2 separate regions of the Mus musculus genome follow, and region 1 is linked to region 2. A link is a contact called in public HiChIP or PLAC-seq data. All regions are on one chromosome and are shown on one strand. The core of a region is the stretch at or near the end of the contact, and the rest is flanking DNA. Distances in the headings are between cores, read along the strand shown. Region 1 overlaps Trio (triple functional domain (PTPRF interacting)). Region 2 overlaps Ank (progressive ankylosis).

Region 1 (6,386 bases), core at 1,647-4,146, 330 kb after region 2:
ACTTGAGCCAGAGCTCAGGTCTTCAGGTCACCAGGCCACTTCACTTTCTAGTGCACCAACTTTTCTGTGTGAACCGCCATGGCTGTGTGCTGGCAACCCACCAGACTGAGAAGCAGTTCTGGTTTCTAGATGGCAGATACCCGAGCCAGAGGGCTACAATTTCACCCCAGTGCCTCCAGAGCTCTTGAATAAATTCAAGCTAATCTCAGCAGCTCCCCATCCATCGAGGTAACTCAGTACCACTTTAATTCAGTACCGCTCGTGGTAAAGATGGCGGTACAGCTAAGGCAGTGGCGTCAGGCTGGTGACAGCCTGTAGCCAATGCAGATGATGAGAAGGCTCATAAGCTGGGGGATCCCAGTGAGAATGGAGTGACCTGCAGCTATAGGTCAAACCTAAAGATGTCTGACAAGAGAAATCCTTTTCTACTGTTCAGGGTCGCGAACAGACACGTCCAACAAGCCAATGTTCACCCAGGTTCTTGTCTATGCCCTAGAGAATACTTATGAAGTCAGAGTGTGCAGCTGTTTAAAAATAATTTTTCTTAGAAATTAAAAATAAACAGCTTTTTGCTATACTCCATGGGTTCTGGACTACAGTACAGAAAGGCCAGATACCTAAGACTTCCTTGGCTCGTGAATTAAAAGGCTTTAGGTTCTGGGTTCAATGGTCTTCTCCTGGAGGCATTTCTTCTTGCTGGGATTACAGGAGGTCACCCACTACAAACTCAGTTAGAAGAGATCCCTCTGAGATTCTTCACCATATCTCTGTCCCAGAGACCAAGGAGTAGCCACACTTTTACTTCTATGACCAAGAGGGTCTGCGGATGGACAAGGACCGCACAGAGAAGTTGGTGAGGTTAGAAGAGGGTGGGCAAAAGGTGGGCAGCAGGCAAGGAAGGCAACCACCAAGATCAGGGGCATTTAGCTGTGCCCATTTTCTGAACGTTTAAGTTACATAAAACCTACAATAATGTGAGCAGAAAGGTAAGGAAGCTGGTGTAGGCTTTCATGAACCACTACTGTGGGGCACGATGGGTCCCAGGGAAGGAGTGATTGACAAGCACTACTTTCTGGGTCAGGCCTACAATGTGTGTGCTGAGGATGCTCATGAGAGGGCATTTGCAGTTAGGCCTTGGTTAGCAGAGGGATGACTGTGTAAAGAGAGCTCTGGGAAGTTCTGGCTTCAAGTCCACTCTCCCCTTCCCTCCTTCCCCTTCTCTAAATGTGCATACGTAAATTAAATATCTTAATAGTTTCATCTAAGACAGCTCAACCCTGATGTTAAACAACAGAGTGGATCGTGTTACATGTTTACAATGCTATCTGGCCAGGAGCAGTAAGCCTGGGATAAATACTAAGACCACGCCACCGAATGTCTCCTGTTTCAGAAGCTGCCAACCATGCAGCAAATGGATAGCCTCCATCTTCCTCTCACTCGGGGAACTCGCTTTAGACGGAAGTAGGTGCGAGTATCCAAACCTCTGAGTACCGGGTGAAAAGGAACAAACTACCAGAGTCTGCGTCCCTGTCCGTCGTCCCCCACCCCCACCCCCGCCGCCGCTCGCCCAGTGTCCTCCAGGACTTTCTATTTCAGTCTGTAAAAGATCAGCTCTGGGTATTTAGCCTTCAGTCACACCATGATTACAGCTGTAAGAGGGAAAATTACCCTCTTTGCTCCAGGAGGAGAGATCCCACAGTTGTCTCTGACAATGGGAAATCTTTTGGGTGAATGGGGGTGGGGGGAGCTGGAATGTCAACAACCCAACAGCGCAGTGGTCAGATCAACTGTGCCCTTTTGGTCATCAGACTCTGTGTCAGGGCTGCGGTGCCACTCCAACAGAACCGTTCCCAGCAAGCCACAGAGCTCACTGACCACCACGGTGGCCTTCCATTTTTAACATCAACCAACAATAAAGGAGCAGCAGCCCTCCATCTTGGTTGCTCCCAGGAGGAGCCGCACCACGGGACATCTCCAGGTTGTGTGAGCGCTCACTCATCACTCAGCTCGTTGACCCAATAGCACTTTCCGTGTACATGTGCACAAAGACCTAAGATGAAGCTAATTATCTGAGGTAAGGGTAAGATTTTTGGTGCTGGGAAGATGGCTCAGTGGTTAAGAGCACTGACTGTTCTTCCAGGTCCTGAGTTCAATTCCCAGCAACCACAACAACCATCTGTAATGGGATCCGATGCCCTCTTCTGGTGTGTCTGAAGACAGTTACAGTGTACTCATATACAATATATACATATATACATATACATACATATATATGTGTGTGTGTGTGTGTGTGTGTGTGTGTGTGTGTGTGTGTGTGTTAAAAAGAGTAAGTTTAAAACTAAAACAGCTTCTTTTGGTAATCCACTCAGGACCTCTAGCAGATTTTAATCATTTTGAATTTCACATAATCATTCGCTGACTTAATTTTTTTTTCTTTTAGGAAAACATGGTATTTAAGAGCCCTATTATTCCTCCACAGATAGAGCTCCTGATAAAGTTGCCCGTGTGCCTTGTTCTGAATTGTCTGTCAGTCACCCACAGACTGCTTCCCAGCCACCTCGTAGGTCTCAGAGCCTGTCAGCTACCCCCACCTTACATTTATTAAACCGAAAAATCGCCTGTGGGAAAGACTGAAGCATGGCTGACGGAAGCACAGGTTATGCTACAAGTAAGACTAATAACTAAGGCAGCGTTCTAAAGCAACCACAGCAAAAATGTTAAATAGTAAGCTGGTAGCTGCTCTTACTGACGAGCCTTGGTGGTAATTACCGAATTTTACTCATTAGGTAATTGGCAGAGCTCCGGAACACAAAGGGCAGGAGATAAAACTCCACATCTGTGCGGTGGCCCCGCCCTCGCACTGCCGGCAGAGAGGGTGACGTCACCCTGTCTGAGCAAGCCGCTCCAGCGCAGAGCCTGCAGGATGCTGCTCCACTGCAGGGAGGCAGTGCTAGCGAGGTGTGTGTGGTGGGGGTGGGGTGGCCGTGTAAAGCTCACGCCAGTGTCACAGGAAGGAAGTGTTTTAATGGATCGGAATCTTCTGTGAATGCATTTAATTATGGAAGAATGTTAGAGAACAAAGGTTACATTTTCACCAGAATGCTTACTAAGATATAAAAAAATGCAAGCACAATCAACTGATGCTTATGTCATTTTTTACAAAATTATATGACCCCAGATTGGACACGAGGATGAATCACATGCACCGGGAATGTAGATGTGTCCACAAACCACCACATGGAAATAACGACAAAGCGGATTCTAATGTTTAGTAATAACCACCTGATTGGCTAACTCATCCTGTCTTATTAGTGACAGCCTATAACAGCACACAGTTAAGAAGAGCACAAGCTTTACTGACTCAAGGAAACGTCAACATATAGCTCTGGCTTTTCATTTCTTACCCACAAAGTATACAGGACAAGCTGAACTGCCAAAGGATGAAAGGCTTGTTAAGAGTATTACAAATGCCTTAAACGAACGAAGAAATCAGTAGACTTTGTTGATGTTTTAACTATGCATTAATGGTACATTGGAAGTTAATTCATAATATATAATAGGCCAGTTGTCCAAAGGCATTATATTGTATAACGGCTATTATTATATAGTGGTTATTATTATAAAAGGGGTTCCAGCTTCTTCTAGTTTCATAAAATAAAAAGGAAATATGGCCAAGGGCACCCTTAATCTTCTGATCCCAGACCAACAAAGAAGCAAACAGAGAAATTGCATTTCTCTGACTAAGTGATTCAAAATAAATCACATGGGCAACCTGTCCCCCCCCCCCCCATCTCCCTGTGCCTCTGTCTGTCTGTCTGTCTCTTTCTCTGTGTCTCTCTGTGTGCATGTGTGCTATAAAGCCTGACAGCAGACGCCACCCTAATTACATATGTGCCTCTCACTTATGCATACATGCACACATGGTTCAGTAAAGCCAACCTGATCCACAGACTGCTTTGCAGAAGAGCCCGGGGAATTGACCCAGAGCGATAAAACTCGATCCCTGAGCTATGTGAATGGATACCAGCCCAACCAAGATTGATTGTTAAGAGAAATCCTGATCCATTATCACATCAAGCATTTCATTCATTTAAATAGCCTCGCCTGGCTCCCCTTGCCTTCCACCCCACCGTGGAATTCCCGCAGGTGGCCTTGCTGTATCTGCAGCCTCCTAATCAGTGGTCAGTAGTCCTTCTGACCCCACCACTCGCCTTGAAATCGGCTTCTAGCTCACACCTCCTTCTACTGCTCTCCATAAGTTTTCCACGATGCCCCTCTGTGGCTTCTTGATGCCTTCCCGTAAGACACACACTCCCTGACATGACATAATCCTTCAGATGTGACATCTGCCTCCTGTGCAGCCTCGCTCGCTTGCCAATACTTATTCTCTCCCCAGGCGAAAATGAAAGAATCCCAACCAGACAGACGCTCAACTTCTGACCCTTTGAACTCCTACACGCATCACCAAAAACCCACTCCCATCATTCCTGTTCCCAGAAATACGTGTGCACACTGCACACACTGGGAACCCTAATACTGGATACATAACCCACTCAGCGCCTGTAGCACTCAAGCCTTTGCCACATCCTGGAAATGACCTAAATACTGGTCACAGTCACTGGGCACTGTGTCCCACCGTATGGGGAGCACGGCAGAAAACCCCAAGCAGCCATTTAACCCTAGGAAAACAACACCCTTTGCAGCTGGCAAACCTCACCACCAGTCTACAACTGGGCTCCTGAGTACAGTTCACAAAAACACAGAACTAACCATATTCTAAAGTTGCCAACCTGCTCACAATGGCCAGGCACTAAAAGTGACTGGTTCTCTTGCTGTCTCGTGTACTTAACGACGAGTCCTTCATTTGTAGTTTAAGATAGGAAAAGGTTTTACTTTGGGGTTGTTGCAATGTAATTAAAACATTATTTTCTGCCCTAATCACTGTTGGTCTCACCTCTGATGAAGGAAGGAAGGGTGGAGCATACGAAGGGAGAATGCTTAGGAGGAGGCTCATTTCTGCACTTTCACTGCAGAGAGGGGGGGGGGGGGAGCAGGAGCAGGAAGTGTGCAGGCATCAGAGGCCTGCTTCTCTGCAGTTAGCAGGGTTCACCCAAAAACAGTTGCAAGGAAATGCTTTAGTCATGAGACTTTGTGACCAGCCTGGGCTTGAGGGAACGAAGCTACGTCAACTCCACACAACTCCAGACAGAACTTCTTTGTTTTACATGTCAGCACATATGTGTCCCAAGTCCCCGAGTCCCAGAGGGCTCAAGTGGAACAGCTGACAGAACGAATCTCGGGGTTTCTGCCATATGTTTTCTGCAACAGGAACGGAACACAACTTAAACTTCTGTGAGTGCGAGGTGTGGCCAACAGGCTTGCTTCGGTCGTGTCCGCCTGCCTGTTGGTGACCATTACTAGGAAAGACAGGAAACAAATAAGGAGAACCAAGGCTTCTGAGACTTCAGATGCCACGGGACAAAGGACTTGATCCCAGCAATGAGCACCGGTTTGGATTTAAGCTCCAAATCTTATTACCTTACACATTAGTAAATCTTACGGATTATTATAGTTGATCGCCACACCAGTGTCCCTGACCCCTACGTTGGCTCCTGCCCACTTCTTTTGCTTGCTTGTAGTTCGAGACAGGGTCTCTCTTTGTAGGTCTGGCTATCCTCGAACCACCAACAAGACTTCTAGCTTCTCTAACATGTAAACTGTCAATTCAGCCCCTGTGACCTGGGTTGTGGCTGGGGACTTCCTTCCTGCAGGGGACTTCCCCGGGCTTCAGGGGCCCTGCCTATCTTGTCAGCCTCTGCTTTTACTACTCAAGGCTGAGAGTCTTAATAAGTAATCAATTAATTTGAGTGGCCACGAGTTACATCTAAACAATACTTAAATCATTATCTTGTTTATACATAAACCAAAGTTGCTAAATATTCAGCAAAATTAGGATATTGTAGGTCTGTCTGTTACAAATACACTCCAGTAAGTCACGGACCCTTAAATGTGTCAATGAGGTAAAGGCTTCATGGATTTAATTCCAACATGAAACTCACTAGAAGGGCGTATCTTTAATGAGATCCAAGAATGTGGCAGAACTTTGTAGTAGCCAGTTCCCCGATGGAGCCTCGAGCTGTTTGGTTCACTTGGCGCTCGTGTTCAGACAGAACTTTTACACACACTGATCTGCTAAGCCCTGGGGATTCCCCAACCTGCACAGTCCCTGTTTGAAGACGCTTATCGTCGAATAGAGAACAAAACATGCACGAGAGCAGAGAACAGCCTCGACTCCACTCCCAGGCGGGTCCGTCTGACAGGTGCGCATCTGGGCACGCGCTGCTGTTACTGATCTGAGGTGGGGAGGCTGTGATTAGCTGGACAAT
Region 2 (6,216 bases), core at 1,827-4,326:
TGCCTCCTCCTAAGAATCAACAGGTTGAAGCTCAGCCTCTCTTGACTTGCTCCCCAACACTGTGGCTCTGGAGTCATGAACTATCTGCCGCACATACTGGTGGGCCCCAGGCTGCAGCCCACAGTCTCCCTGTTCCCAGAGGAAGGGCTGGTGGCCCTGCTGGGCCAACGTAGTGGGAATTTAATCTCCTGTAGAAATTGGGTCAGTCACCAACTGACTTGATCGTCAGCATCCCATTGTTTTCCTGGTTTCACTGAGTTGCCGCACCCCACAGTGTATATACATGAGCTGACTTTTCAGAGCTGTCCCGCAAGTGCAGCTCCAGTGTCAGCACCCTCCGCATGAGTTTCCCTGAAGGCTTGCGTTTACTCGCCTTCCCTGAAGATGGCACTAGAGCGAGAAGTGGAGCGTTCTAACTGTCCATTTCTCTAACTGTCCATTTCGTTTTCACAGTGAGCAAAGCTTTAAGTCGTAATCTAGCATCCTAATGCCAGGGTCTTGTCTCGTAACTTCTGATGTAGATGTGCCGCCTATTTCTGCAGGACAGGTAACCGAGTGTACTATGGTACTCCCCTCCACACCATAAAGCAAGACATTTTATAAACAGTATCAAGGTCACTATGTGATACCCCGGAAATAATGCATTGGAAATCCACTTAGTGCAGTATATTTTTCTAAGTTTTGGAAAGCGGGTTTTTTCCTTTAAAAAAAATTATGGACACAGTTCACTAAATTCCTGATTTAGTCAAAGTAACTAGACTGAAAGAACCTAAACAAAACAAATATTTTAAAGATATAAATATATGCTGTATATGTTATGTAATTTATTTTAGGCTATAATACATTTCCTATTTTCGCATTTTCAATAAAATGTCTCTAATACAATTCAGTGATTGCCTTCATGCTCCACATACCTACAGCTTACTCGGGTTGTACCAGTGACCGCTGTATGTTACAGCCTTCTACACGTCCCTTGTGTATGAATGTAAGGGCCTACAGATCCAATTGATGGGCAACCTCGGGAGGAAATGGATCCACTACTGTAGACAGGCAAAGGTGGGAAGGGCGGAGGGAAAAGGGCGGAAGGCGGGCCTCTTGTGCTTATTATTTTGGTGTTGTGTAACCTCATGTTAAGACTGTCAGGGCTACACAGGCTCGCATTTCCATTTCTAGATACCCAGTGTCCCTCATATGTGCCCACCATGGGAACAAATCCTATGTGCTTCCGTAGCTGCTTGTGGGTGACGTCAGGGGCAGATCTGAAAGATAACTGAAAGTCTTAATTGTATTGGCTTTTTAAAGTACATGACTAGAAAATTAAACAGCAATATTTTTTAAAATGTGTGGCTATTTTCATGCTTCTGGGGTTGGAGCTTAAATACCAAATATCAAATTCGAAATCCTTTCCCTTTAAAGTCAAGAAAAGCTAGTATCTCTTTATTGTGCACTTGGGACATGTAGCTTAGAGCCCAGAGCCGCCTTCATCAGGATGACTGGACATCAGCTGTGTAAGATGTCCCGAGCCCCTGGAATGCAGTGCCAGGCCCAGGCCTCTGCAATGGAGCTGCGGTTTGGGGGGATTTGTTCTGACCTTCCCCTCCTAGTACAGGCTCCTCCACACACATTCTGTGGGCCTGTTTTGTCACCTGACACCCTGAGACAGCTGCCATACTGTTGTATTCAAACAAAGAATTCCACGGCCTAGACTTGGGAAGGGCCTTTCTCCTCTTTCCACAAGCATTAAGGGCAGCCTTTCTAGCTCAGCAGCTGAGTGTTCTTTTTAAACATATTGCTCAGCTAACAAACTGAAAAGGACCATGTCTGTGAAATCCTCAAGGACTGTGGGAAGATCATTCTCAAGGTTAAGCGACAAATACAACCTAAAGTTGCAGAGGCAGGAGACAAGTTTTCCTCAAAATACTGAGTTAGGATGGCCTTTCTAGAGTGAGGGTTTTCTCCGAGAAACTAGAGAAGCCTGTTTATCTGAGGGGCAACCGAGGGTCATTCTAAGTGCACACCTGACCTGCTGCTGGCTCTGCCCTTGTTTACTGGGTGCTGGCACACAGGCCCTCTCTAAGGCCCCCTGGAACTGAGTAAACAGGACTGCTGTGACTCAGGAAGGACAAAGCCTGCCCACTGCAGGGCTCCGGGAGTGTGAGCGGCTTGCGGTTGGCTTGGTGGGAACTCACCAGGGATCCTTCCACTGCGAAGGCCTTGTTTGTATCTGTGGGTTGGAGCTGGTCAGTGTCTCCCTGCTGCCCGTGTTGGGCTTGGGCTTGGGCATCTGGAGTCAAAGGCACTCTTCTCTCGGTTGGGACCATCTGTTTCTTGGCCTTCGCTCATGCTTTGGCTTGGAAATGTTCAGAGAGGGCCTCAGAAATGAAAACACTTATTCTGAGCTGCAGTAATTACTTAAGTACTTAAGCACTTTAAACTCCGTGGACCCTATTGCTTTCTTGCAATGCAGCCCCTCCTGGATGTGGCAGGACTGAGACAATGGCCTTGGTCATGGGGAAAGTGACTGCATTTTATCTTTAATAAATAGTTTTACCACTCCCTTAGTGCAGGTGAGTGGGTGTGTGTGCCTGTTTCAGAGAGGAAACAAAGACTCCCTCTGATTCTAGTTCCCCAATCTCCCACCTTCCTAACTGCTCTGTTTGAAAATATTTTCTTCTGAAATAGGCAAAGGGAAAGGAACATTTTCCAAGATTCAGCAACTTTCTCTCCATACTGAAGCGAGAGCAAGAGATGTGCTGCAAAATAGGAAATCCTAATATTCTTATAATTATCTATTTTTAGTTTGAGACAGGGTCACTCTACATATCCCTGGCTGTCCTGGGACTCTATGTGGACCAGGATGACCTTGAACGCACGGAGATCCATGTGGCTCTGCTTCCCAAGTGCTGGGATTAAAGGTGTGCACCACCACACCTGGCCTCTTCTAATGAAATGATGTTACCTGAGCAATGTTTCCTTGTACTTTTTTCTGCTTCAGTAAAGCTCTGAATAGAACATGACCAGAACACCATGTGCTGCTTTGTGTCTGGTTTAGGGTACTGCAGGCAAGCTAAGCCTTCTGTGCTCCACCAGGAGAGGGTTGTTTTCAATGCTGCCTGTCACACACTTTTATAACCAAAAGTATAATAATGCTATCTCTGGTGGGACCTGGGAAGGTGAGGTGACTTCAGTGTTAGCTGTGCAAACCCAGTGTCTTGTCTGCCTTTCCACAAGAGCCTCACACAAGGCTCTTTTATAAAAAGCTTGAAGCATCAAAAAGCACGGTTTTCAGCAATGTATCTGGAAACCATGAGAGCTGCTTCTCTGTGTGGTTATTCTGAGCCTCTATTTTTGTCATTCGAAGTGGCAAAACATCAGGTGACTCATCAGCTGATCTAACCACACATGAAACAGGATGTAGTGGAAATCTCAAGAAAGGCCTGGGTGCCCTGCTCAAAGGCTGGTGACTAAAATTAACACACCAAAGCTAAACAAGAGGCAAACAGGACTGTAATCAACAACCCGAACCCCACTTTACAAGTCAGGAAACAACTCACTGCATTGTTTACTGTCTGATCTCAAAGGGGAAAATAATGAGAAGACAAGGAAACCTTAAGTTTCATTCTCCCCACCACAAGACAGAAGGGTGGTCGTTAGCTCCGTTAACTGATGTGGTGCCCTACCAGGAAGAGCACCTAAATCCAAGGAAACAAATTCTCTGCCAAGTGCAAGTGGTGCCAGACTTGTAACTAGTACCTTACAAAAACTTAGTAATTCATTTTCAGAATTTCTACTTAGTGTGTATCTTTGCGTATATACACTTTAGTGTGGAGATTCACAAACTGTGCACACAACAGAGTCCAGAAGAGGGACCAAGTGTCCTGTCGAGTAGTAGTCTTATCTCCTTTGAGATGGAGGCCCTTAGAAGCCATCAAGACCCACGAATCTGGCCTTTGACACCCCCCATGCCCCCTGGGGCTTACTAAGTGGATGCTGGGAGCAGAACTCTCATCCTTGTGATTTCACAGCAAACCTTCTGAATCACTAAGCTGCCTTTCCGGTCCAATGATAATCTTTCTCTCCTGCATTTGCAATCAATCAAACAGGGTCTCTCAAAACCTGACTAGGGAGATGCGCTTTTAGAGGTGACTGTCAGACACACGTGGATAGACTTACTGGATGGTTTATGCAGGAGACACACATGGACAGAGTTAGCTTTTATACAGTACCTCTTTTCACCTGGGCCAGTAACTCCAAATGCACTTATTAGCAAGACTTGACATCTACTTCTGTACAAACAATGTCAACCAATATACAAGCTGAGACCACAGACAAGAACCGAAAGCCTTTCTACTTGAAAAAGAAGTCCTTAGTGTACAAGGAGAGAGGGGATGAGAGCAGAACTGCTCCAACCCAGCAGCCGTGAGGACTCACTAAGAGAAAACTCTTCCTTCTGCTCAAGAGGGTAAAAAATCTCTGGTCTGGGCAAAAATCGAACACTAAGTTATCCAACATGAGGAGTGAATGTGACCCAGCAGGTCAACCACCGGGCCAAGGGACCACAGCAGGGAGGTGGGAGCACCTTTAGGGAGGCAGACTCAACTTCAGCCTTGTTGAAGAGATAGGCAAAATAAATTCCTTTAAGGAGATACTTTTGCTCCCCAGAATTCCTATGCCCGAGCCCAAGCTGCCATGGAGCTCAGCTTGCTCCCTATGCCAAAAGGTCCGACTCCTTCCCTTTTTTGTTCCCAAGTATGCTTTCTCTAGCAGCTGGGGGTTCCTAGCAGCTGGGGGTTCCTTGCTTTATCCTGAACGCTCCCTTCCCACCACGTGGCTGCCTGCTGCAGAGTAACATGGTTTTTCCTTCTTCCCCCCTCTCCTCTAGGCAACTCCCGACACTTACAGCTTGCTTGCTCTGGGATTTTTCTTTTAAAACTCTTCTAAAATTATCCTTGAGCTTCCATTTGATGTTTTAATAAAACTCTTAATGAGACTAAGAACCCCAAGAGGGTTCCTCCAGGTCCTTGTATGTCAAATAAACTGTGGTTTTGACTTTCAAACTCTCCTGCCTTTTAATTCTTTAATGACCGGGGGGGGGGGGGGGGGAAGAACCCATTCCTACACCCTACTCAGTATGAATTGTGTATAACTTCACAGAAATCCTGTGTCATGCACAGTGGTGATTGCTATAAAAGCCCAAAACACAGGTTTCCAACCGTGGGTCCAAGACAGGCAGCTTTTGCAACGGGAGAACATTAGGCCAGGTCGACTTTGGTTCCCTGCAGTATAAGACCCAGGTTTGCATGAGCCAGCTTCTGAAAATGAAGTCCACATCACCTTCATGTCACAGAGCAGATTCAGGGTACACACAGCAGGGGCTGGCACTCCACAGTGTCAGCCATGTTACCATGAGGCAGGTGTATTACCCCAGGGCTGTCACAAGGTTTATGGACGTACCTTGTTCCTTGTAGTTAATCAATGATATTTTGCTTTGCTATGTGGTATCTTAAGATGACTGTCTATAGCTGGTAGGACTAAAGTGTCAGAGCTTCAAAGACCTGACTGCCACACAAGAGAGCTCTCCAACCCCGGGCCTATGACAGGGCCTTTCACACCTCTCGCTTCTGGGCACTGCCCACTCAAATAGTCCAGGCTCCTTCCGGGTGCAACGCTGATTTTATATATGAACCAGTTTTAGAACACAATGAAAATGAGCAAGTTCAGAGCGTTAACGGCAACCCGCATTTCCCTGCTGCGTTGGTGAAACGAAGCCCTCTGGAAGTTATTCCTGCACATGTGCAGCAGCTGTCGGTTCCATTTCCTGGCTGAATCCTGTCCTAAGGAAGTCCATATAGAAGCCATTTCGACAGTCCTGCCTATGGTTTTGTTGCTACTAGCATCCGCGTGTTTTTGGTGTGAGGCTTGGGGGATTTTACCCGGAATACCGCTGAGCAGGCTGCACACTCCAGCTTTGTGTCTAAGAAGTGATGAGGGGCTGGTTAAGTGAGGCTGTTCTCAGTGTCTTGGTCCTCTTATCCTAACCAGTCTTTTACTCACCAGTCGCTTCATTTCCTAACCTTCACTAAGATCTCCCCGTTTCCCAGATTTACATATTAAGTTTAGCCCTTTACCCTCAGTAGCTAAAATCTAGGTGAGCGAGCGGTTTTCTTCCTCCAAACTTCTTGTGGTAGCTAAATAACTTATTCTTTACATTGTTTT

What was found. HiChIP or PLAC-seq counts read pairs in DNA pulled down with a chosen protein or histone mark.
Region 1: an H3K27ac HiChIP or PLAC-seq map of regulatory T cells shows a contact between it and region 2, with 2.8 times the contacts expected there. The contact joins two enhancer-like sites. A contact is called at or near these places in 1 of 484 Hi-C or Micro-C datasets (CD8 T cells) and 5 of 115 datasets of contacts at active chromatin or transcription factors (effector CD8 T cells, large pre-B cells, microglia and 2 more).

The regions. Positions count from the first base shown.
Region 1 is chr15:27,920,900-27,927,285 of GRCm38.p6, forward strand. All of the region lies in intron 1 of Trio (triple functional domain (PTPRF interacting)), which reads right to left. Among named protein-coding and RNA genes, the nearest start is that of Gm29975, 71 kb to the right of the region's middle. Within about 2 kb of position 2,897, at least 298 of the 459 cell types and tissues checked have an H3K27ac peak or open chromatin away from gene starts, as enhancers often do. A contact at or near this core is called in CD8 T cells, effector CD8 T cells, microglia and 2 more, where this site is marked.
Region 2 is chr15:27,593,570-27,599,785 of GRCm38.p6, forward strand. Ank (progressive ankylosis) reads left to right here. Exons shown (of 12, transcript NM_020332.4): 12 at 1-1,340. It also overlaps a transcript of Otulin not described here. Among named protein-coding and RNA genes, the nearest start is that of Mir7117, 25 kb to the left of the region's middle. Within about 2 kb of position 3,077, at least 254 of the 459 cell types and tissues checked have an H3K27ac peak or open chromatin away from gene starts, as enhancers often do. A contact at or near this core is called in CD8 T cells, effector CD8 T cells, microglia and 2 more, where this site is marked.